Linked DNA regions of Pan troglodytes: region 1 is linked to region 2. A link is a contact called in public Hi-C data. All regions are on one chromosome and are shown on one strand. The core of a region is the stretch at or near the end of the contact, and the rest is flanking DNA. Distances in the headings are between cores, read along the strand shown. Region 1 overlaps TPD52 (tumor protein D52). Region 2 holds the start of HEY1 (hes related family bHLH transcription factor with YRPW motif 1).

Region 1 (5,790 bases), core at 237-2,736, 190 kb before region 2:
AATTTCTTTTCCAGGAAACCTCAGTTTTTGTTCTTAAGGCCTTCAACTGATTAGATGAGGCCCACTCACATTATTGAGGGTAATTGTAGATGTTAACACCATCTTCAAAATAATGTCACAGCAACACCTAGATTTGTATTTAATTAAATAACTGGGCACTATAGCCCAAGTTGGTACATAAAACTAATCATTACATCATCTGTAGCATCAAATAATACAGAAGAAGCAAAACCACAGAGAGATATTTTTAATAGCAGTGCTGCCTCTGTGAGTTAACAGAAATGATCCCTCCAGGGGAGATAGCAGCAAAACCTGGGAAAGAGTTCCATGGAGCAGCCACTCCAGGTCAGGCATTGTAGAGGGTGTGTGTAGTTATAGCAGGAAGAATTAATAAGCACACAAATTCCTTTCTTTTTCACCACGAATTTCCCATCTTTGTCCCCCATGTATAAAAGAAAAGAATCAGAGAAACAATTAGCAGTGTTACCACTAGGGAGATGTGACTCAGTCTAATACTGTTGCACAAATGACCACCCCAAAATTAAAGGAAGTTATTAGCATGTTTCTATTGTGCTTCTCTGTGTCAATGATCTTTATGTCTGTCTCTATCTATCACTCTTTCTCTCTTTATATGTATGATTTGCTTGCTCTCCCTCAACCATTCTTTTATATTTATTTCTTTCCTCAAATGTTCTAAAATGAAATTTAAATGTTACTTTTGTATAAATGAGATAAAAAATTTTTAATATTTAACTTCCTAGAAAAAGGGCAGGTGTAGCATCGTAACCATATTCTATAACTATAACTATATACACCCATACAAACACATCCAACTCCAAATTCTGGAGAGTTTCTGGTAGACCCCTCTGCCTTTGACAGCCATGTACTAATGAAGTTAAAAACTCTCTGTCCTCTGCAGCAACAGTGAGAACTGTACACGCCCTTGTGTCATGGAATACGCAACTGGAGTGGCATTGTATTTTTTAAAAAAGAGAGAAAACGGCTGCAGCTTGCTGAGCTCAAGCAGCTGCTGCTTGATGTCTTCCACTGTGAGAGCACCTTTCTGACAGGTTCTCAGGCTCAACTCTGAGGTCAGAGCAGGATTAGGACAGGAACCCACTTTGTACTGACAGCTGCTCTGTTAGTCAGTGCACTGACTTCAGCTCCATGGCTTCTCAAGAATGTTTAATTAATTTTCTCACTACTGAAAGTTATCTCTAAAAATGTTATAATCTTGTGCTTTAACTGGTTTTGTTTTTTGCAAGAGATTATGATTTTCCCAAAATCAGATGAAATTTGTGTTCTTTACCTGCTCTTGGATGCTTTACATGACACAAAGTTATGAAATTATAAGTGTTACTATCCAGTCTTCTCATTATTATTATCTGAGAATAGATAGTTTCCTTTGCAGAACTAGGTAGCTCTCAAGAGAGGCCCAGTCAGCATGTTAAACAGCTGGCTCCCTGTAGCAGAGAAGCTACCCATGGGAAATAAGGAACTCTGTTGATGGCGTGGGACTCTTTCCTGTAATAAGGACCCTGATGTGGGGGGGTAGGTAGTAAACAGGGATGCATCTGCTAGTGTGCTTTCTATGATTGCTATTTTGCCATGTGGAGAGGAGGTTCCAGCCCATTTGAGGGGCATAGGTTTTGATAACAGAATGCTCTCATAAGAACATCGCTACCTCTTCATGATAACTATTTACATCGTTCTCTTGCCAAATAGAGTGAGGCAACATTTCTACTCTTGGTGTATTTTTATGTTCGTTCTTACTCTTCACTTACATTATTTTCAGCTAATGATGATCTACTTAATTTTGGAAGGTTAGGGTAGGAAGAAAGAGAAAGTAGGCCCATTAAAAACTTAATTTTCTTTCTAATATTCCTTGTTAAATCTGTCATGATAGTACCTCTCAATCGATATGAACAAAATTGTTTCTACCTGTATCAAGGAAACAACTGAAAATATCCTAACAAATTTTGGAAGGGAATGTTTTTAAATGATTTGATTTAAAATATGGGCTATGTAAAACATGAAATCTACTTGGAGGAAGGGGGATTCAAGACATCTTAAAGGAATGGGCATTCTTTTTCGAAGTTGATAATAGGCTCTATGAGATATTACTCGTATTGAAACTGCGCCGTCATGTGTAATGAAGATGCTTTCAGTTGCAGTTGACGGAAAACTCTACCTTAACTGTTTTAAACAATAAGAAACTTACCAACTCACCTAACAAAGAACCCAGAGGTAAGACAGTTGTGATTGTGTTGTGATAAAAACTGTGGATCCTCCTTTTTGTAATATTTTATTCTAGTCTGGCCTTTTTCCCTGTATAGGTTTTATACTCAGGCTTGATCCCATCATGGCTGCGAGATGGCAGTAACAATGCTAGGCATAATATCCAAAATTAATTTACAGGTACAGGAAAGGGGGCATCTCTTTTCGTGTGTCTCTTTTAAGAGTAAGAAAATTCTTGTAGAAGTTTCTCTGCATTCCTTCATATACTGTTGGCCAGAATTACATCACATGCTGAGTTGTGAAGCAGTCATTAATGAGGGTGAGAGCACATGATTGATTCAGATTTATCAAGATCTGCCGGGGCTGGCCGCATAATTCCCAGGGCCCAGTGCAAAATGAAAACTCAGGGCCCAAGGTAGGGGTGGGGAAGTTAATCTTCCTTTGTCATGGGCCCACCATCTCAACCCACAGTGGAGGACAACCCAAGGGATTGCTGCCTGTGTGCCAGGATGCACAGAGGCACCTAGATGATGGATGGGCAAGAGGCTACCACTGGTTTGCCCTTATAACACACCTTGGCACCATCAGTTTGGGGATAGAATGGCCATCTTCTCACTTTGCAGTGAGATTCTACAGAGTAATGCCCATCCCCTAACCTGGTGGCTGAGAACCTGTCCTTGAGGGATCAGGACCATGTGTGAGCCTAGACTCACAAGCCCTGGGTGCGTGCGCCATTGTCCTGTCCTACTTCACTTACAAACTCAGATGCAAGGATAAAATTATTAAGAGTTTCAAGTCAGTGACCACAGATTAATAAACCCAAGCACTGGGCCCTTCTGTGCATGAGGCCCTGAGTGACTGCACTGGTCACATATTTATTCTTTCCCTGGGATTAGGACTGCAGCCAGCCTCTCCTGAAAAATATCAGGGTGGCTACATGAATAAAATGGGGCATGCCAGGAAGAAGGAAATGGAGGTGAGGGGGAGTGGTAGATATTAGGTTGGGAATCAGCAACATCCGCTGTAGATACCATGACCAGAGAAAATACAGTGGTTTGGAATATGAGTCCTAAAGTGAAAGCTACAGGGCATATGCTCTGACTTCACATTGACTGACTTCACATCTGACTCCAGGATGAATAGCAGCAGAAATTTATTCATTTGATATTGGTTAAGACTTGTCCTCAACAACATCTTAAAGGTCAGCTGGTGTGATGTAAAGTAAAGCTCTGAAACTCAAAGTTTTACTTCAGATGGCAAATAACATTTATTCATTAAATTAGCTATATTGATAAAGATGCTTTTAGAATGTTATGGAATTATTTTTATTTCTAGTCATCTGTCCGAAGGCATTTCATAATTGTGCTTGTGTGTGTGTGTGTGTGTGTGTATATGTGTGTGTGTTTGTGTTACAGTTTAAAATCTTACTGTATTACCTACATCATTGAAAGAATCATCGTGCAGCCTTTCTCAACAAAGGCTTATCTAGAGAATTATACCCTAATATCCTAAAGTATATTTAATGAATTAATAAACATTTAATGAATTAACTTACTCATTCCTGGGAGAATTGAGAATAGAGTCATTCAAATCATTTTCTATGGGATTAAATTCTTTGGCTGAACCCCAGTTGAGAAAGGCTGCTAGAGAATGCATTGAAGACCAAAGACTTGGTTACTGTTTATGCCAAACTCCTTAAAGATTACCACCACCATAAAAACAAAAGAAAGAAAAAATTAGTTAAGTATTTGCTTTATTGATACGCAAGAGAATACTTTTGACTTTTAATGAATATTTTGTTTTACTAGTTAAATAATCTAGAAATTCCCTGCCATCTAAATCTAGAAACTAGGGGGGAAGCTGGGGTTTTTTGCTTGGGAGCTTTTTGTTTTTATTTTTATATTTTCATGTGTTTTTCTTTACTTTTTCTGAATATGACCTGAAATATAGCTTAGTGATTTTTCTAACTAACAATGCAATACAAATATTATTCATGATATATGTTCTAGGGAAGAAAAGTTTATTTAAAGTAACGAAAACCTTTTTAGTTGTCCTGTTGGAGTTGAGGAAAGGGATATAGAAGACGAAATACAGACACTCAAATTTTATAATCATATCCAATATTTTATTTTTAGTTGGTGATTTCATTAATTGAGCTTCCCTTTGTCCTGTTTCAGAGACTTGGTGTTCATTGACAAATCCTTTTTCATCAACAAATTGACATCTAAAAAAAGTTATTTTTTTCTGTCATGTGAGGAAAACAACAGTTATTATGAACTCATGTAGATATACCGGGAACTGTAATGTACATATTAATTATACTACATAATATCTGATTATAGGAGATATCTGGAAAGGTAGAATGCAAGTTCTTGTAGTTTGATTGAATGCTGGAAGCAAAAACAAGGCCTTAAAATTTTGCTTAATGGGAATCATCCTGTCACCCACCATTATATTTTATTAAATACTAGGCTTCGCCCAAAAGCAGATTAGTTTGGGGTTTTTTTTGTTTGTTTGTTTGTTTGTTTTTTGAGACGGAGTCTCACTCTGTCACCCAGGCTGTAGTGCAGTGGCGCAATCTCGGCTCACTGCAACCTCTGCCTCCTGGGTTCAAGCGATTCTCCTGCTTTAGCCTCCCAAGTACCTGGGATTACAGGCGCCTACCACAGCGCCTGGCTAATTTTTTGTATTTTTCTTAGAGAGGGGGTTTCACCATCTTGCCAGGCTGGTCTTGAGCTCCTGACCTTGTGATCCATCCGCCTTGGCCTCCCAAAGTGTTGGGATTACAGGTGTGAGCCACGGCACCGAGCCGCAGATTAGTTTTAAAAGCAGAAGACCTGTGAAAGAGACTGAGCTACACTGAATCATTAATGTAATCATTAATGTAATTTTTTACTCTATGAATAATTGTCAAACAGGAGTAAACACACACCATCCTACTCGATTTCCCACTCTTTATTGACTCATAATGATAGCAGAAAGTAAATATCAGGAATCAGTATCAAAGGTGTCATAAGAAAAGAGAGCTGTAGACCAATACACCTTATGAACATGGATGCAGAAGTCTTTAACAAAATGGTAACAATCAAGAAATAGCTTTTGAAAAATGTATAATACATCATGACCAAAGTGCAGTTTATCCTGGCAATGTAAGTTCGGTTTAACTTGTGAAAAAAAATCAGTGTAATTCATCATATTAATATAAAAAAAAGAAAATCCATATGATCAGGAAAGCAGAAAAAGCATTGAACAAAATTCAGTGTTCATTCATGAGAAACAATTCAGCAAACTAGGAATAGAAGAGAACTTCCTTAAGCTGATTGAGGTCATTTTTTTAAAAAACTTAAAATTAACATCAAACTCAGCTGTGAAAGCCTTGATATTTTCTAAAATCAGAAATAAGGCATGGATGTCCATTCTTTTTAACTTTTTACTCTTCATTATACTGGATGTCATAGCTAGAGTTGTAAGGCAAGAAAAAGTAATAAAAGATACACAGATTAGAAAGGAAGAAGTGGAACAGTCTTTATTTGCAGATGGCTGCAAAAACTT
Region 2 (5,708 bases), core at 3,204-5,703:
CCACGCAGCTGGGATTACAGGTGTGCGCCACCACGCCCGGCTAATTTTTGTATTTTTAGTAGATAAAAATATCTACGAAATTTCACCATATTGGTCAGGCTGGTCCTGAACTGCTGACATCGTGATCCAACCACCTCGGCCTCCCAAAGTACTGGGATTACAGGCGCGAGCCACTGCGCCCAGCCAATATCACCATTTTACAGATAAGATTATTGAGGCTTAAATATCATGTAGCTAAGAAGAACTTGTGAGCAGCTTGATAGAGATTGTGGCTTTTCAGCCTGATTGCTCTAGGCCTGGCTCAGTGCCCAGCACAGACTAGGGGCTTTATACAAATTTGTCAAGCAAGTACATAAGCAAGGAAGCCCTAAAGGTTTCAGCCAGCCACTGGCTAGCTTTACCTAAAACTTGTTTTGACAAAGACCTTTGCCTCAGAATGGTACAGCAATTAGACTAAGAGGTTAGAGAGAGCGGCAGCCCCTTCTTTGTCAGAGCTGCAGGTGTAGCCTCTGGTCCTCCTGAGCACTATGTCCCATGCCTGTTCAATTGAGATCACCTGCACCCACCAGCAAACTGACAGAGACAGGGCCTCATGAAGGGTATCCAAGTAGGGACCTCCACAGCGGCCAAAGCTCTAATGAATGAATAATTGACGATTGGGGCTTCCTCAAGGCCAGTCTCACACCCAGCTACTGGTTGCATCCCTTCCAACAAGCTGGCCACCCTAAGCCTCGTTCATAGAGAAATGCTGCAGCTGGAGTTTGAGGATGAGCTGTTCCTCCCTGGAGGTTCTACCACTTTTCCTCTGGAGAGGCCCTCACCTGGGCCTGGCCTTTCGAGTGAATTCCTAAATCTGGAGTGTCTCTCTCTTCCAGGACATCTGGAGTATCTCTTCTGCAAGGGAACGCAGATAAAAGCAGCCTGCAGAATGGTAAGTTAAGTAACTGAACCCAGACTCTACAAACCAGGCAAGAAAATAGGCCTTTGAGCAAAATAAAAAAGGGTGATTCTTCAGGAGAGACGAATTATAAAAGGCAACACTTGCCCACTTCCCCACCCCCAAATGGTAAAAGGTCCTTTTCCTGAGGGGCCAGGCCTGGGCAGTCCCATTTAAGTTGCAGAAGGGGTCAATTTGCAGGACGTACCTTTCATTCAGGGTAGCAAAGATGTTTAAAGTCGTTCTTCACTCAAAGCCTCCAGGGGTAAATCCCTTCTACATAGCAGATGGGAGAAAATTGGGCCTGGTGCCCTCAGTGTAACTCTCTCCTCTGATCCCACCACTCAAGGAAGAGGTCTCCGCCCCTTCCTTCCTGGTTATTACTGAACCACCTAGTTCACCTCTTCTTGATCTTAAGTCCCTTCCAAACTCAGAACAGGCCTTCCCAGACCTCATAAAGAATCCTCACCCCCTCGTTTTTCCTTACCAACAAGTGCTTCCAAGCACTGGAGCATCCATAACTACTTTACTGTGTATTCTCTGTCTTCTCCCTAGGATGTGAGTTCTAGGAGTGCAAGATGGATGACTTTTGGGTCACCTTTGTGTTTTCAGGCCCTAGCACAGCACATGGCACATAGAAGAATACGTATTTATTGGAAGCATTGAAAAATCAGTCAAACTTAAGAAGCAAGACAACCTCATTTGTAATTTTTTTAGAGACAGAGTCTCATTCTGTTACCCAGGCTGGAGTGCTGTGCAATGATCATAGCTCATTGTAGCCTTGACCTCCTGGGCTCAAGCCTCGGCCTCCAGAGTAGCTAGGACACAGGCCACCATGCCCGGTTCATTTTTAAATTTTTTCTAGAGATGGGGATCTTGCCGTGTTGCCCAGTCTGGTCTGGCACTCCTGGCCTCACGCAAACCTCCCACCTCAGCTTTCTACGAAGCTAGGACTACAGGTGCATGCCATGCCTGGCTAATTTTTAATTTTCTTTTTTAAGAAATGGGGATCTTGCTATGTTGCCCAGGCTGATCTGGAGCTCCTGGACTCAAGCAATCCTCCTGCCTCAGCCTCTCAAAGTGTTAGGATTACAGGTGTGAGCCACTGCGCCTGTCCGTAGAGAACCTCCTTTTTGACATAAAAGTAATCATGAACATGTGAGCAATATTTCATTTGGATGCCAATGTAGAGTTAAGCATCCCTAACCCCACCCGGTCTCGTCTCACTCAACATCTGCAGCTTGTCCACGCCTCTCCACAGCAGCAGAAATGAGCCAAAGCGGGAAAGGCTGACTCATTGTAGGTGCCAGAGGCTGGGAAAATTTATAGAGCCAGAGGGGAAGTAGACACGTTGGTTCTGGGGAAGGGTGGCCTGTCACTTTGGGGAAAGAAATGGAAGGTCAGAGGGACTTCTGGAAGGCAGAGGAGAGCAGGTGGGATGGTTTCCTATGCCTGGACCATCAGTTTCTGGGAGGGAAGAGGCAGGAAGTAGTGATGGATGCCCTGGACTGAAGACTGGGAGGGCCAGGAAGGAGCCTTAAAATTTGCACTTCCAGAGAGAAAGCCGGGTGGTGGGATTGACCTCGGACTGACAACTAACAGGCAGCATGCGGTGGAGTTTCAGGAAGCCAGAGGTCTGGGGTGCCAGCAACAACAAACCCAGGCTGGCTGATGGAAGGGCCCAGCCTAGACAGGGAAGCAGAGGGGCTGCATGGAAAGGCTGAGGGCTGGAGGTGATGTGAAGTGGAATAAGCTTCAGTGGGAGCCAGGAGGTTGTGTTTCCCGTTGGGGGCGGTGGTGGAGGGATGGGGGTGCCCAGAGAGGAACTATGGATCAGGCCCAGGCCGGCCACTCAGAGTGCTTGGCATCCAGGGTGTGTTAAGATGGCATTGAGGCCGAGCGCGGTGGCTTACGCCTGTAATCCCAGTACTTTGGGAGGCCAAGGCAGGCGGATCACCTTTGATCAGGAGTTTGAGACAAGCCTGGCCAACATGGTGAAACCTCGTCTCTACTAAAAATACCAAAAACAATTAGCTGAGCATGGTGGCGCGCGTCTGTAATCCCAGCTTCTGGGGAGGCCGAGGCAGGAGAATTGCTTGAACCCGGGAGGCGGAGGTTGCAGTGAGCCGAGATCGCGCCACTGCACTCCAGCCTGGGCGACAGAGTGAGACACCATCTCAAAAAAAAAAAAAAAAAAAAAAAGATGGCATTGAGATCAATAAGGAAGTCTAGAAACCAGGAAGCTTTTTGCAAAGAGAAAACGCCTTTTGTTATTCTCACCGATGGATATTAAGCTTTCCCTCACAGACAGGACTACAAGCTTCAGAGTGGATCTGAGACGAATGCGAATTGCTCTGTACCTTTGTAAGGGACAGAAGACCGGATTTTCAAATTTAAAACAACCATTCTGTTTCTGGAATCAGAAATCAGTTTCGAGATTTACAACTGTATTTTTTAAAAAAAATCTGTCTTCTTAGTGGACTCGGGGGGGACTTCACGTAGCACCCAGTACACGCCACGCCAAGCCACCGAAGCCAGAGGTGTGTGTCTGGGGCCAGTGACGTGCATTCCCTCAGCAAGGCCGGCCTCAGACGCAAACGCCAGCACCGCCACCCTGTCGCCCGCTGAGAGGATCTGGCCGCCGGGGGGAGGGGGCGGGGGGGGGACAGCGGGGGAACAACAAAAAATCCCAGCATAATGATTATTCCCAGGGACCGTTGGGTTTTTTTTTCCCCAAGGCGGCCGAGAAAACAAGTGCTCCACTTCCCCGTAAATGAGATGCACTGGGGTATTCATTCCATTCCGCGGCTGGGAAGCCCCTGCGGAAACGAGTCTGGCTGCATGTGCGGCCTCGGCCCCAGAAATCAAAAAGAGCGTCCCCTGAGCCCACAGCTTGCTCCTCCATGTGACCGGCCCTTGGGCTGGTGGCCACTGTGGACGCGCCCGGCGCCCCCTCTCCCGGCTCCCTGCGGGTTCCGCGGAGCCGCCGGCGCGCAGCCCGGCCAGGTGCACCCGGCACGGCCCCACCAACAGCGCGCGCCTCCAGCCGCCGGGCACTGGCGGCCACGCGGGCGAGATTTACGGTGGCGCTAGGCGGCGGCTTCCGAGGCCGGCCGGCGCCCAGGCTCCGATTACAGGTTCACACTGGGGGCCCGGCCGGCGGCCGCCCAGCCCCCGCCGGCGCGCCCTCGCGCGGCCCGGCTCCCCGCCTGCCCATTCTTCTCCATTCATGCGGACGCCCAGCGCCGCCGCCGCTGCCGCCAGCGCGGCCGCCGCCGTCGCCGTCGCCGGCCGCCCGGATTGGCTGGCGGCCGCGGCGCCGGCACTTTCCCACGGCCCGCGGCGCGTGCGGCTCACCGGAGGCGCTGCAGGCTCGGCCCTGGCGCGCGGCCAGGCCAATCGGGGCGCGCGGGGCGGGGAGGAGCCGCGGCCGCCCGCGGGCTTGTGTCCCGGCCCGGCCTCCCGCGCCTCCCCGCCGCCCGCGCCTCCTCCTTCCCCTGAGTGCAGGCCGGGCAGAGCCCCCGCGGAGACGACGCACCGCCGCCAGGCAGGGGCGGGCGCGGAGGGCGGGGGCGCGGTCCGCTAGCGCCCTCGGCCTCGCTCCCGCCCCTCCCAGGAGCGGCTGCCAATCAGCGGCGCGAGAAACCGGATTGGCCGGGGGGCGGCTGTTGCCCTGGAGTTGCCGCCCCGCCTCTCCGCCCCCTCGCCCGCCTTCCCCACTCCCCCGCCCTCCCCAGGGCCCTGGGAAGGGGCTCAGCGTGGGAAAGGATGGTTGAGTTTTAACCAGAGGCAAAGCGTGAGCGGGATCAGTGTGTGCGGAACGCGAGCAGCCGAGAGCGGAGAGGCGCCGCTGTAGTTAACTCCTCCCTGCCCGCCGCGCCGACCCTCCCCTGGATCCCCCAGGCAGCCAGCATGAAGCGAGCTCACCCCGAGTACAGCTCCTCGGACAGCGAGCTGGACGAGACCATCGAGGTGGAGAAGGAGAGTGCGGACGAGAATGGGTGAGCTGGCGGCGGCGGAGCGGAGCCAGAGCGGGAGGCGAGCGCAGGCCTGCCGCGGTGACAGCGGGCTAGGACCCTTGGCGCGCCGGTGCCCTGCGCTGACCTCCGCGCGTCGCAGGCTGGCGGCAGCCTGCGGTCAGGGAACCCCTAGGCGCCTTCCAGCCCAAGTGGCAAAAAAAGTCTGAGTGCGGGGAGGGTGTGGGGGCGACCTCTCAGATCACCTCTCCTCGTTTAACGGCGATTTCAGTTTTTGTTTGTTCTTTTTCTCTTTTCAGAAACTTGAGTTCGGCTCTAGGTTCCATGTCCCCAACTACATCTTCCCAGATTTTGGCCAGAAAAAGACGGAGAGGAGTGAGTCTCTTTACACTCTCCTTTTATTTTTGTTATTGATTAACGGAAATAACCACCTTTTTTTGTCTTTGAAATTTACAGTCGTAATGGTAATGCCTTCCTTTGTTTTGCTTGCCTTCTGCAGATAATTGAGAAGCGCCGACGAGACCGGATCAATAACAGTTTGTCTGAGCTGAGAAGGCTGGTACCCAGTGCTTTTGAGAAGCAGGTAATGGAGCAAGTAGGTAAAGCTCTCAGCATAGCTATCTGCACCTTCTGAATCTTCCCCCCATTAATCTCATCCGCCTTGGAAAATAGCTGTGTTGCTTGTGCCTAGATGAATTCGTACACAGATACCAGCGTATTTTGTGAAGACAACTGATTTTGCTTTAGTCCATGCTTTACGATTTACAAAGCATGTATCTTTGTATATATGTTTG

The links. Hi-C and Micro-C count contacts between places; a contact is called where the count stands out from the background.
Region 1: a contact with region 2 is called in a Hi-C map of stem cell-derived neural progenitor cells, with 2.3 times the contacts expected there. The contact joins the enhancer-like site here to the promoter of HEY1 in region 2. A contact is called at or near these places in 1 of 7 Hi-C or Micro-C datasets (stem cell-derived neural progenitor cells) and 1 of 1 datasets of contacts at active chromatin or transcription factors (stem cell-derived excitatory neurons).

The regions. Positions count from the first base shown.
Region 1 is chr7:88,592,892-88,598,681 of NHGRI_mPanTro3-v2.0_pri, reverse strand. The region is part of intron 2 of TPD52 (tumor protein D52); the gene reads left to right. Among named protein-coding and RNA genes, the nearest start is that of TPD52, 81 kb to the left of the region's middle. Within about 2 kb of position 1,486, at least 2 of the 24 cell types and tissues checked have an H3K27ac peak or open chromatin away from gene starts, as enhancers often do. A contact at or near this core is called in stem cell-derived neural progenitor cells, where this site is marked.
Region 2 is chr7:88,410,288-88,415,995 of NHGRI_mPanTro3-v2.0_pri, reverse strand. It overlaps HEY1 (hes related family bHLH transcription factor with YRPW motif 1), which reads left to right and starts at 4,453. Exons shown (of 5, transcript XM_519823.8): 1 at 4,453-4,938; 2 at 5,214-5,289; 3 at 5,414-5,497. The coding sequence starts at 4,850.